Regions from separate parts of the Mus musculus genome. Here region 2 is linked to region 1. A link is a contact called in public HiChIP or PLAC-seq data. All regions are on one chromosome and are shown on one strand. The core of a region is the stretch at or near the end of the contact, and the rest is flanking DNA. Distances in the headings are between cores, read along the strand shown. Region 1 overlaps Gm39920 (a long non-coding RNA gene). Region 2 has its middle 110 kb from the start of Gm39920.

Region 1 (6,585 bases), core at 2,667-5,166:
GGGGATGATGGAGATATGAATTGTCTTGACTCTAGTGATGACTGTCTTTCTTGATGATAATTGGGTCAAATTTTATGTTTGCAGTTTATGGCATAGTTTTAGGGGGTAGGGTGGGAAGGCTGAAGGATGGCACTTGGTCCACATCTAGAAAAATGGGGACCAAAGGTGGTGACCCTGAGAGCCTTAGTGGGCAGCTGGAAGGTAGTCAGTGGAGAAAGCCCTGCTTCTCCTGAAAGCAGGACAGTGCACTGAACGAGAAGCCAGAATAGATCATCTCACAGGAGCTGTCCCCATAACCCTATACAAAGGATCAGGGCACCCAGCTAACTGACATTGCCTGAAGTCAGGTACCACTATCACATATCTAAGTACTCTAGTTTACTTGATGCTCATACTCTGTAACCTTGACTTCACAACTATGCTTTCACAGATACTTTGATATCTCAGTTTGAATTTAGAATTGTCAGGCATCCCCAAATGCTACCCCTGAATGTGCTTTGTGGGGAGACCCAACTTTCTGGCTCCATCTTCTCCTGTAGAAGACACTGTCTTTCCCACTGCCCAGACTCCATCATTCAGTAAGAAGGGTTTTAGTCATACCCGTGAATAGCTAAATTGTGTATGCAATCTTCCATCCCTTGCACATTAATAGTTGCCTTTTGGTGTAAGAGAATGGATTCCAGAAGTATTCTGCCATCGAAAGGTAGGCAGTGACATTTTGGGTGGCAATAAGGCCAGAAGTACCAGGGGGCCACCTAGCAGGGATAAGGAAGTGCCATACAGCCTCGTTTGCGTCATCTTCTTGCCTGTAGATGGAGAACACTTAGGTAAGACTCCGGGCTAACTCCCCCCCCCAGCTGTCCGTAATTAATAGTGGAGAATACAACATGGATTCCTAAAAACTTAAATGTTCAGGAAAAGCAGCATTTCCTAGTCTAGGAAACAAATCTCAAGAAACTTCTCACATGGAGAGGACCAGATGCTTCTTCCACATCCAGGAAATGTCAGCACCAGTCATGTAGATTTCTCTGGTACAGGCCATCAAGGGACAGAAAGACCAGAAGGAGGGATGGTAGAACCTCTGTGCCCTCTGTCCTGAGGCTTCATGTTCTGTTAGAAGGATGAAATCAATAGGTATTTTGTTTGTTTTTAACTATGAGTTTCTCTCTCTCTCTCTCTCTCTCTCTCTCTCTCTCTCTCTCTCTCTCTCTCTCTGTGTGTGTGTTTGGCAGTAGGCTGTACACAATGTGTGCAAGGCAAAGGTTGGCATTTGGTGTCTTTGACAGTTGTGACTCACCTCAGTTTTTGAGATAGGGTCTCTTGCAGAAGCAGAAGTTCACCAATTTTACAAGATTTTATGAGCTTCACCCTCAAGGATCATGACTCCTCCACCTCCAGGGCAGTGGGGTCATAGGCCTGTACCACTACACTCTGACCTTATGTAAATGCTAAAAATCAAACTTGGAACCTCAGGCTTTTCCAATGAAATTTTCTCCCCAAAGCCCAGGGTTTGTTGTTGTTGTTGTTGTTGTTGTTGTTGTTGTTTAAATATGAAAAAAGCTACAAAATCTCTGAGCAGGGAAGACTATAGAGTGGATTTGCAGGGGAGTGACTGAAAACAGTGAAATAGCTTCCAACTTTACTACACACACACACACACACACACGCACACAATACACACAATACACTTACAGCACACACACACACACACACACACACACATATAAATATACATGTGTAACATATATATTTATTCACATATACATGTTATATTTGTGTATAAATTATATATGAATTATATGTAATATATGATATATGTCAAATTCTTGTATCTAACTTATACCTGGCTTATATGAATCAATACATTCTGCATTTTGTTCAAAGTAGTGTAGAGTTTTGGTTTCTATAATCTAAAAATATAAACACATTGTATTTATAAATTTTCAGATCTAATAACCATTTCTAGACAGTCTTAAGAAAGACCTGACTCAAGAATCTCAAACTAATCCTGATTAAAAAGGAAAAAAATCAAAATAAAACTGGCATTAGAGTAAGAGATTACCCTTTGGAAAGTAATGGAGACAAAATGCCTTTTCTTTTCTGACAAGAAGGTAAGTTTCAAGGGTGACTGGGATTCTGTGAAGAAGGATACCTGAAAGTTACGGAGAGCAGACACCTTGAACAGTCGTCGGCTTGGCAGGACCCCAGTCAAGTTATCTCTGTGGATGGAGAAATCGTCAAAGAGAAGAAGGAATGCCCAGGAGGAATGACCTATTAGATCATCCCAAAGTCACAATGCTCCAGGTGAGTGTGCAAAGCACTGCACTGCTGACAGAGCTAGATATTATATGAAAGCTACAGAGAGAGGACCGGAATTGGACTATGTGTGACTTTCTGAAAAAAAAAAAATTTCCAGGGAACTAAAGACAGCCTCTTTTTTCTCAGCTTTGTGACTGAAGAATTAAACCAAATCAAGAGAACCACGGAGATGTATCCTGATTATAAAAAGGCTTCCATACAGAGTTCTGCAAACCAAAGCTTCAAATATCGCCAGGAAAGGTCATGGTGGGAGCGAGATTCATTACAAACCTGAAGTATGAACTGAACTCCACTCTGCAGAGTGGAGAGCTCTCAATACCAGCAACTCTATGAAGAGCTGGCTTCATATCTCTCCTCCCCAGAGCAATCTGCCCTTCACTGGATGGCCTTTGCTGTCCCAAAACATAGCTCCACCAGACAGATGGAGCAGGCATGATAGGCAGAGGGATTCAACATGTCTGAAGGCCTTAGGGGGGTTGATGAAGGCAAAGCAAGAAAGCACATCAAGCAGCCACCATGCCCCCTACTGTGCCAGAATTCTTCTGGAAACTCCTGGATCAGAAGACCACTCTAAGGTGGAAGCCATCTCCTTGTGTGCCTCTGGATTCTAGGACTAGGACAGACAGAGTCACCTTTGTTACCAGGGAAGTGTGAAGTTGCCGTTCAGTGAGGGAAGGCAGGCAGGGAAAGCAAAGGAGAAAGGGGAAGATGTCTGTTCTCTGATAAGAAGTTAGAATATGAAGGCTGAAGGGTAAGGAACTGCAACAAGCCCTAGGGGTTTGTTGCATGTACTCCTGTGGAGGGTCCTGCCAACCTAGGTAACTGGAGAGATCATCTCGTGAGGTCTGGCCTGACCTAAAATACTATTTTTATGTCTCTGCCTTGGGGTTAGGATGCTTCTATTTTACAATATGGCAAGTGTGCTTGAGCAACCGGAGGCCCAAACAGTAAGTGAGAAGCAGCTCTTGACTGTGAGGGAGTCAAAAATTGAGATAAAATAAATTTGTCAATAAACCCTTTTTGAAATAGCTTTCAAAACCAACAGAAATAAACCAGAGTTGAAACCTTCTTCAAGCCACGTGACCCAAAGCTTTGGAGCAGACGGATAGCACACAGCTCCCTCACTCTCTCCTCTCTTTCCCTCCCAGGGAATTGTGACAAGGGTTATAAACCAGTTCCCTAAACTTTGAAACTACAAGGATGGAGTTGAAGGGCTGATGTGCCAACCCTGAGCTGAGGCTGAAGGGGCTGCTCTTGTCTTTCTTTCTCCCACAAACCTGACAGTATCCTAACACCAAACCCGAGTCACTTAAGGGAAGAGGAGACCACGTGGAGGAAATAGATGTTTCTCACTGAAATGGAAAGGAGCAGCATCAGATAGACCACCGTTTTAGCTGGGAATCCCAGCAAGGCATTATGGGAAACGCCTCCCTGGGGCTAGCCAGAGTGAATGTTGGAATAGAGAACAGATACGAGCGAGTACAGCTGCTGTAGGCGAGACGAAGTTTCCATTCCACTGAAACTTAGAAGCACTCAAATCGAATTTTCATGTTGGTGTGGCAATGGTGCTTTGCCAAGAAATTAAACTTAGTAACAGGCAGGTGTTTCCGGGGTGCTTTCAAATTACACTGCCTTGAGAGTCTTAGAGGAAGCAGATAGCATACGAATAATCAAGAAATAACCAGAGAAACGGGAAGAAAAATAAAAATAGTGCTGCCTTCCTCGTATTGTTTGCCGTTGCTCCCCTCCCCACGTCCTGTTATTGCCAGAATGCTAAGTGACCTTTTCTGTGTTTAATTACCCAAAAGAAACAAGAAATGAATGTCAGGGAAAGAGAGGGGCTCCTATCCGGAATAGCTTGTCAAAATAACAGCCCCCAGGGTCTTTCCTCTTTCTGGAGGATATTCAATATTAGCTTGAAACAAGTGGAGATTAAAATGGGAAAAGGCATATGTCTGAGACACCAGGGAAGGTAGAATATGCTCAGGATTGAAAACAGTCAAGCAACGCCATGTCTCAGAAAGTAAAGGCTCTCTGTTATTCTTTGGAAGAGGGCAGTTCTTGTAGGGTACAATGTTGCTGAGAATTTTAAAGCCAAGTTAAAGTGAGATGCTCCTATTCAGAAAGTTCTTGTGATGATATCCACTTCCCAGCAATATAATCATTTCCACTGGCTATCGCGCAAACAGAGCTTCTTATATAAACAAGCTGCAGAGAGTAAGAAAAATGCTCAGAGTTCCTGACATGCAGTCCTCTGTCACACACCATTCTCTCCAAATGGCCACAGAGAAAATAATACTAATCTCCCTGCTGCTCATTACTTTATTAGCATCTGATGCCTTAGGTCCCTAATGAAATCCACTTTACTGCCCTGGATTATTTCCTGACTCAGTGACTTTTTTCATTTCACTATTATGGGGCTTGATAAGAGCTCTGGGGAGTGACATAAGGGAACCTCCATTTGAATTATAAGACTTCCCATTTGCAATTTGGACACTGAGCCTGGACACCTAGACTCCCTTTTCGGTCTTCCAGTCAGTGTCTACATAAACAGAGATGGCGCAGGGTCCTGGAATGGGTGCACCATTTAAGTCTAGACCAGTTGTTCTTAACCTTCCTGATGCTGTGACCCTATAATTCCTTATGTTGTGGGGACCCCAACCATAAAATTATTTTCATTGCAACATCAAAACTGTAATTTTGCTACAGCTATGAATTAAAATGTAAAAGTCTGATATGCAGGATACCTGATAGTCACGTGAAAAGATTGTTCTGACCCCCAAAAGGGGTGGAGACCCACAGGCTGACAACCAGTGGCCTAGGAAAAAGAATGTATTTGCTGAATTGTGCATGGAGGGGAGAGGGAGGAGGGAATGACAGGATCATGTCTCTTTTAAGGACTTAGTGGTTGTTTGTTTGTTTGGGTCTTGTTTAGTAATCTACTCAGAGAGTTTTAGGGCTAGATAGGTCTAGAACTCCTCAACTGAAGCCAATCACAGAAGGGATGTTTTCCACACAGAGATCTGTCATCTTCCAAGTTCAAGAGAGCACTATTCCAAAAATTCTATCTGAAGTTACCTCAAACTCAGCTTAAGCCCTACAGAGTTACTTGTCTGGTTTGCTTTCTATTGTGATAGAACAGTCCATGACCAAAAACAACGTGGGGAGGAAAGGGTTTATTCGCCTTATTTGTCAGAATCACAGCCCATCACTAAAGGATGCTGAAGTTCAAGGAGGGCTGGAACTCAAGCAGGAACCTGGGCAGGAACTCCTGTAGAGATCAAAGAGTAATGCTCTATACTGACTTGCACCGAGTATGCTTATACCACCCAGGGGTGACAGCTCACCACAGTGACCTGGATCTCCCACATCATCACTAATAAAAGCAATATCCCCTAGACCTTCTTATAGGAAATCTAATGAGGATATCTTCTCAATTAGTTTCCTTTTCCAAAATGACTGTAGTTTGTTCCAACTTGACCACAACAAACCAGTATAATTTCTTTTACTTTCCATAGACAGGCAGACAGACAGACAGACAGACAGACAGACAGACACACACACACACACACACACACACACACACACACACCATACTACTAGTTTCAGGTTTCTAAGCACTGAAGTGTTTCTTTTTATAATGCTGTCCACAGACCAAAGCCCAGAATGACAAACACCAGGACTCTGTGCTGCGCTAACTGCATGGGTCCTCACCTAACTATTTATGCTCAACCTAAACCCACACAGAAATCATGCCAGCTCAGTGGAATAATAACAAGAGGCCTTTAGAGCGTGTTAAGTGATGAAGAATAAGCCCTCATGAACAATATTGGTGTCCACAGAGCCCCATTGTCCTACCATGTGACCACTGGGTAAGAAGATGGCAGCCTGCGAACTAGGAACTGAGCTATTCCCCACCACAGAATCTGCCTTGAAACTGGCTCCATAATCCATCTATCAGAAATGAGTGTCTGCTGTTTAGAAGCCATCTACTTTACTGTGTAGCCACAATAGATTAAACGAGCCAGTGACTAACCAGACCTATGAAGTCCATCTAATGAAAGCCTGCTGTGGCCTGATTCCCTTGTCTATATGCATGCATTTACTCCCTTCCAAAGACCTATTTGATCTACTTCAAACTTCTTTCCTTCTTCCTTCTTTCTTTTTCTCTCTCTTTCTTCTCTTTTCCTTCCTTCCTTCCTTCCTTCCTTCCTTTCTTCCTTTCTCTCTCTCTCTCTCTCTCTCTCTCTCTCTCTCTCTCTCTCT
Region 2 (6,585 bases), core at 2,016-4,515, 160 kb after region 1:
GTTGTATGAGTTGGAAGCCACAGCCTACAAAGGCCTCCTCTGCTGTAGAATGAAGTATGAGGGCGCATTCAAGACTAGAACCCGCAGCCTCCCAGCTTGGCTTGAGACCTTTTCTCCTCTGGGCCAAGACTTCACAGAAGGGCTGATAAGCTCTTGTCTGTTGTCCTCTTTGCTGGCAGCAACCATAACTGTACCCAGTCTAGCTGATAGGAAACCTCCACCAGCTCAACTCTAACATGTGTTTACCCTGCTCCTCTTTGCCTTGATATTTCTTATCCCTGAATCCCTTTCAGCACCTACACTCTACCACTCACTAATAAACAGCTCCATTGGCCAAATGAGTCATCAAGGACCCCTTCTGTGAAGCAGCCAGGATACCAGTTGTTTGATACATTGACATCTCCCTACAGCGCATTAGGAACTTGTTGATGGCAAAGCACACCTATTTCTTTGAAATCTAAGTGGATTCTTATTGGGTGGAAATATGGGTCACACATGCCTATACGGACAAGGGCATGGCTGAGGAAGCAGGGAATGGGGCATCGGAGAGGCAAACCTCTCTGGATTGCTGGGCTGCTACCCTCTCAGTGAAGTCAAAATATGTTGCAGTCCACACCGACTATTGGAGAGATGAAAAGCAGCCAAGGAGTATTTTCCAGAAAGAGTATCGGCTTTATTACATGAGAATAATTGACATGCTAATCGTACATGATAGTTAGTAAATGTTTTAAAGAGTGAGATATTTTCTAAGTCAAAACTTGGATGAAATTTGCATTCTGCAGCAAGCCTCTTCAGCTCCAGTCAACACCCAGCTGTTCCTCTTAGAACTGTGCCAGGATCTTTCTGGAGGCCAAAGCCCAGGCATTTCTCTATTTAATATCCTAGGGTCATGTTTGTGATCCCTGCTCCTCCACACCTCTCAAAGGGCAGAGGTAGCTAAGCGCTTGATGAATATTTATGGACATATTGATGATTTGTTTCTTCAAAACTTCAGAACAACAACTACAAAGTTAAAAGTTTTTTGAGGAAGAGATGGAAAGGTGGGAAGAGTGGACACCCTAGCTCAGGAGTGGCTAGCTGCCTCCTAATGAAGGGCTCTAGTTTCCAACAAAGATGGCGGACACTTAGCAGACACATGAAGTGGCACTGGTGATGAGAATAAGAACATGACTCCAGGGAGGAGGGGGCTTCTGGGTGGCACAGGCACAGCTGTGAAGCACAAGGAAAAGAAAAGAAAAGAATCGAAGCGACCAGAGACAAGTTTTAGAAACAGCAATTACACTCCAGCAAAGGAAATGGAAAACCTTGATTCCTCGCCACTAAACCCGAAACAAGCAGTAAGTTCGTGTTTTCCTTGGGCTTTGTTTTTGTTTTGCCTTTGTGCCTCAGAAAGGACCAGGGGAGAAAAAAAACACAGTGGCTCAGGTAAAACCCTTATGTCAGCAAAAAAATAAAACCCAGATTAACCATCTTGGCTGTGTGCCCCTCAGCAGATCCAGCCACAAAACAAACACCCTCTCTAGCTTCAATAACCCCCCCCCCAGCCAAAGCCAAAATTGCTTAACCACTGTTGCCAAGTTGAGATGGAATTTCACAACCGCTTTTAAAAAATTAATTTGATAATGTGTAAGTTACTGTAACATTCCAGCCAAGACTGAGCCCATGACTACAGGGCTTCCTTACATTCGTGGTAAGAAGGATGAGTCATTGTTGGACATCTTTTAAGTCTTGGGATCTCTATGTTGTCTCTAAGTAGGATTACAATGTCTCGAGAAGAGGGTGCAGCCCAGCCCTGCTCTCTACGTTAGCAGCCAAGGGTGCTCAGTGGAGCCATGGCCTCACAGCAGTCTTCTGGGGTGAGTTAGTACTTCTCACCTTGTGGAATTCACCTGGGATGCCAACCTGCAGGGCAAGAACTGGAACCCCAAAGGAATCACTCTAAGCTACCAGGCTTGGTCTCAGAGACACCGTTGTCTGGTACTTTTAGTGGTAGCCTGGGACGTAAGGATGAATCAGGGATAGACAGAATAGAAACACATCCCTGTGTGCACTTGGCATCCACAAGAAGTGTTCTCCAGTCCCATCTTCAGGGCCAGCTGAATGCACATGAGAAAGCCAGGTCGTGAAGAGGACAGATGATTTATTCTCTTTGGACACCATGAGACTTGTGGTAGAGCTGGTAGGAATTAGTGCTGCTTTTGATTTTTGAAACAAACAAGCAAACAAAAACAGTGTGCCAGTAATTGTCTAAATAGATTATCCTAGAAATTATACAAATAATAAGCAAAAAAATGCTATAGGACAAATAAGATCTCTATTTTCATGGATTTATTTTCTAAGGATATGAGCTCTGAGAGGTAAGTTAGATTTGAAACCATATCCAATTGAAAAACCCATGGTTTTTCCTCCATGCACCCAGCACCCTTATGAGCTCAGCACATTTGAGGATTCCTTCACCCAAACTAGCTTGAGGCAAAGCACTATGCTCCCATTGCCATGCGGAAGGTGGTAAAGAGTGAAATGGTTATTCTGAGGGCTGCCACTATACCTACAGCACATTCACATACAGACCTAACAATAAAAAAATGAGGGTTAGGCCTCAATCATTATGACTAGGATTATGATATGTTAAATAAATAACTGTGTTGTGTTTTTGTTAAAATATGCTCTGAGCTTCTAATGATTGATGTCTTTTAAATGTGCCTACTGGAGATGCCTTTAGACAGAGCAAAGTTCAGTAGGTTTGCAGTGAAGACAGAAAATCTTCATTTCCACAAGAACCTAGTCTTTCTGATCCTGCTGGTCCATGGACCACTTTGAGTAGCAAGGCCATCCAATGAAAAAAATGGGTACACAGTTTAACCCATAAGTTGGAGTAACTTTTGATCCATCCTTTCTTCCTCCCCTCCTTCCCACCCTCCCTTCTTCTTCACAAGTGAAGCTATTTTTAAGATAGTTCTAGGCCTCTGTATGGAAATTGTTTATACCTAATATGCCCATTTCCCTGGGTTCCTATCTAAAGTCTTCGCTGGTATGGGTAGGAGATTTCCAAAGCCCCACAAGGAAACACCACTCTTATCCTCAGGCACACTGAGTCAGCCAGCAGCAATCCTTGGGCTGGGCACTTTCCAACAAGCAAGTCAAAGTTTAGCAAGTTGCCAGGTGGAGAGGTGAGAAGAGCACCCTCTGCTGGGAGCCTCCCTGACCCTCCAGCAGGGTGAATTCCTTTCTGCCCCACCTTCTCAGTGAACTCCAAGGAATATTCCAGAGTAATCACCAAGGCTATCCAAAGTGCTTCTCCTTCCCACATTCACCCTGGTAAGAGCCTCTTACTTGATCATCACTTCGAGTTTGTACAGTTTGTCTCCACAGTCAGAACACTTTAAGAGGCCCTCCCTGCCTGATATCTGCTTGAATCTTTTTGTAATGTGCCCAACCCAGAGTTCTGCTCATATTATGGGCTAAATAAAGATCTCTTGATTCACGGAAAGTCTTATTTTCCTATTGCATGAGAATGTAACTCCCGCTGGGTCTGAAAAAGTAGGTGTCTGACAATTATTACAGAGCAAATAAGTGAATTCTTACCGACAGCCATGATGGATTGTATAAATTCATGCCCGAATTTTACACCGTTGGCTTGCAAGGATTATATGAGGTCAATTCAGGTAAACATGTTTGATAAAACAAAAGTCTCAAGAGATGGAAGGTATTACCCTATTGCTGTGATGATGTAGGCATACTCACGTCTACCAGGAGTGAACACAAGATCAACAAGAAGTAGCAGTCAAGCCCCCCAACTACCCCTCAAAGTCAGCTCATACAAAGGGGGCTTTGGCATTCATTCTTCCTTGAAACAGTTAATAAACTAATTCTCCCAAGGACCATAAAATAGGAAAGAGTCAATCTGGAAACTCAATGGTGGCATCACATGGCACAGCCCGCTTCCTGAACTGCAAGAAGAGCCATGTGGGTCCCATTACAATGATCAGGGCTGATTTCACAGCTAAAGGAGGCATTAAGAAAGGATGCCATTCATAACAGACAACACAATAAGTTCATATGTTTGCCTTATGTGCACAAGTCCTCCATACACGCAGCATTTTCACATTATTGAATACAGCAGGCTACTACTTTCTTGCTCCTACCTTCATCCTCAGTACCTTTATCTTCATGAGCAATGGCTTACATCAACTAGGTTAGGGAGGGAGGTCCTAACCATCCTTCCTCTTCAATCTCAGCAGCTCCTCATCCTTTGCAGGAATATTTTCTTAAGTTTTGTTTTTGTTTTTGTTTTTGTTTTTTTGGTTTTTTTGTTTTGGTTTTTTTTTTTTTTTTTTTTTTTTTTGGTTCTACCTTGCTCTGATGATCAATACTCTACCCTGGTTTTACCATCGCCACTTTAAGCTCAATACACCTTACAGGAGACACCATCTCCCTGCTAGGTCTTCTCCATTTCTAGCCTTCTCTATCTAATTTCCCCATTAATCCACTGATGTTGCCACTCAAAATCCCATTCCAGGATAGGCCTTATTCCAAAACAGACTAAGTCAGTTGGTTCCCACTTCCCTTCCAGAGGTATCACAGGGACCATCTGTGGTTATTTGGTGCTTTGGCTAGCCAGGGCTGCTAGATCAGAATACCAGCAGCCTGGCAGCTTGAACCAGAGAAATCCATTGAGTCACAGACTTGGGGGTTTCCTAGAGTGCAGCCATGTCTTTCTTTCACTCTTTCTCTTTTTAATATCTCTGCCTAACCTGGCCTCTCATCACACTGAGCCTTGGTTACGATAGTCTACATCTTTTTCTTCCTGGTCACCTCACTCCTCACCAATACACGTGCTGTGGGGCCTGTCATCCCACACCTATCAATCACCTCTGATCTTTCCTGAACCCCCTCTCAGAAGCATCCCTCTAGCAGGTCACCCCAGAAACCACTCCCACATCTGAAGCCCAGTGGATCCCCCCTACAGCCGCCTTCAAAGAACAAATTCCTTTGCTTAATTCCTGGCCTTGGATGCTCCAGCTCTCACCATCTTGGCCTTCTCTGTTCATATCTTGATCCTGCCTTCCTAAGTTCACTCTCTCTATTTATGATGCCCTCTTCCTAGGGTTCTCAGTCATGCCCCCCCCCACACACACACACCTTTTCAAGCCTTAGCTCATAGGTGAGCTTTTCCCCAATCTGCAAACCAATTCCTCTGGTTCCCTTAGACTTTACACTGCACTTGCTGCAAATAAAAAATACAGTTCCTTTGGGTCTCTTCCCCCTGGTCGAAGAATAAGGAGTTTTGGAACCATCTAGAGCTGTATCCAGCAGTGCACTTTGAACCTCGCCTCCCTTTGATATCAGATGAGCACCCTGGGGCAAGTTATTTAAACCTTTTAAGCAAAGAACGTCTCTGCAATCTGCAGATCATGAAACAACTCACTTATGAGCTGTCATTAGTATTAAATGAGACAATGACTGTAGCAAATGACTAGCATGTGACACTGAATTTCAAAACCTGCTGCTCTATAGTATGGTTCTTGCTGCTGGCTTTAGAGGCATTGTGTATTGCTCAGGAATAGAGAGAACGTAGACTCTTAACTGTGAGCTGCTTCAAAGCCAGTCCTGCTTCTAAATGTTCATTAACCACACGTATTCAGGTTTAAGTTTCCATCCCTTCACGTGTAAGTAGAAGATAACTACCTCAAAGAAATGAGGAATAAAAACTGCGTTTGAAAGAAGCATAGAACCTGGCATGCAGTTAGGGCTCAATAAATATTGACTTCTAATATAATAGGATTTTATCAGTGTCCTGCAGGGTTTCTTGGCTGCAGGAAAGATTGAGAATCAATGCCTTCACCCTTAAACTTTTGTAGAGAGAGATCATCTATTAGTTTTTGCAATCTGGTGATATGGTAAAGGCTCAATAATATGCAAATGAATGATTGAATTGTAAGTTGAGTAACAAATAAGTTAGATAATGTCATTTTCCAAGAAGGTACAAACTAAGCCACTTTGCCCCATGAGAATGTGGCCTTGACTAAGAAAATGGGGGAAAAAAATAAGTGTTACAAAACCGGTGCATGAAAGCTCCTCTGCTCTATTCAGAGAAAGCATGGCACGGTCAGTTAGAGCTGGGTCGTTTTGCAGATGGGGAAAACAATCCGATTCTCAGCAGCACTGTCCTTTCCTTGTATTCTTAAGTCTGTGGAGCTTCATTATCTGGTTTCCTGGCAATTAGAGGAATAGATGTGTAGAAGAGCATTTCGTGTTAGCTATAATAAATAAGGAGAAATGGAAGCTGGGCTGGTGGTGGGCAAATTCTATAAAAGATAGGTATGAGAATGGAGGGATACCCAAAGCTGGAAAATACTGGCATGGAGGCAGATGCTCTACTCGGTACCTGGATGAGGACAGCCTGACCGAAGAACTGTGAGAATTTAAATTCTCCTAATCCTTTATAATAGTGTATTGAATCAAGTTGATTAGGAACTCAAATCCCAAGACTTCACAACACCCTTTAGCACACTCCACAGTTCTCACAAAGGCTTTCAGTAATGTCAGTGACATCCAAACTCCAGGGCAATGAGGCTGCTTCTC

What was found. HiChIP or PLAC-seq counts read pairs in DNA pulled down with a chosen protein or histone mark.
Region 2: a contact with region 1 is called in a CTCF HiChIP or PLAC-seq map of pro-B cells, with 5 times the contacts expected there. The contact joins two enhancer-like sites. A contact is called at or near these places in 2 of 15 datasets of contacts at CTCF or cohesin (large pre-B cells and pro-B cells) and 1 of 115 datasets of contacts at active chromatin or transcription factors (large pre-B cells).

The regions. Positions count from the first base shown.
Region 1 is chr2:124,737,170-124,743,754 of GRCm38.p6, forward strand. The region is part of intron 2 of Gm39920 (a long non-coding RNA gene); the gene reads right to left. Among named protein-coding and RNA genes, the nearest start is that of Gm34484, 19 kb to the left of the region's middle. Within about 2 kb of position 3,917, at least 56 of the 459 cell types and tissues checked have an H3K27ac peak or open chromatin away from gene starts, as enhancers often do. A contact at or near this core is called in pro-B cells, where this site is marked.
Region 2 is chr2:124,902,041-124,908,625 of GRCm38.p6, forward strand. No RefSeq gene overlaps it. Among named protein-coding and RNA genes, the nearest start is that of Gm39920, 110 kb to the left of the region's middle. Within about 2 kb of position 3,266, at least 12 of the 459 cell types and tissues checked have an H3K27ac peak or open chromatin away from gene starts, as enhancers often do. A contact at or near this core is called in pro-B cells, where this site is marked.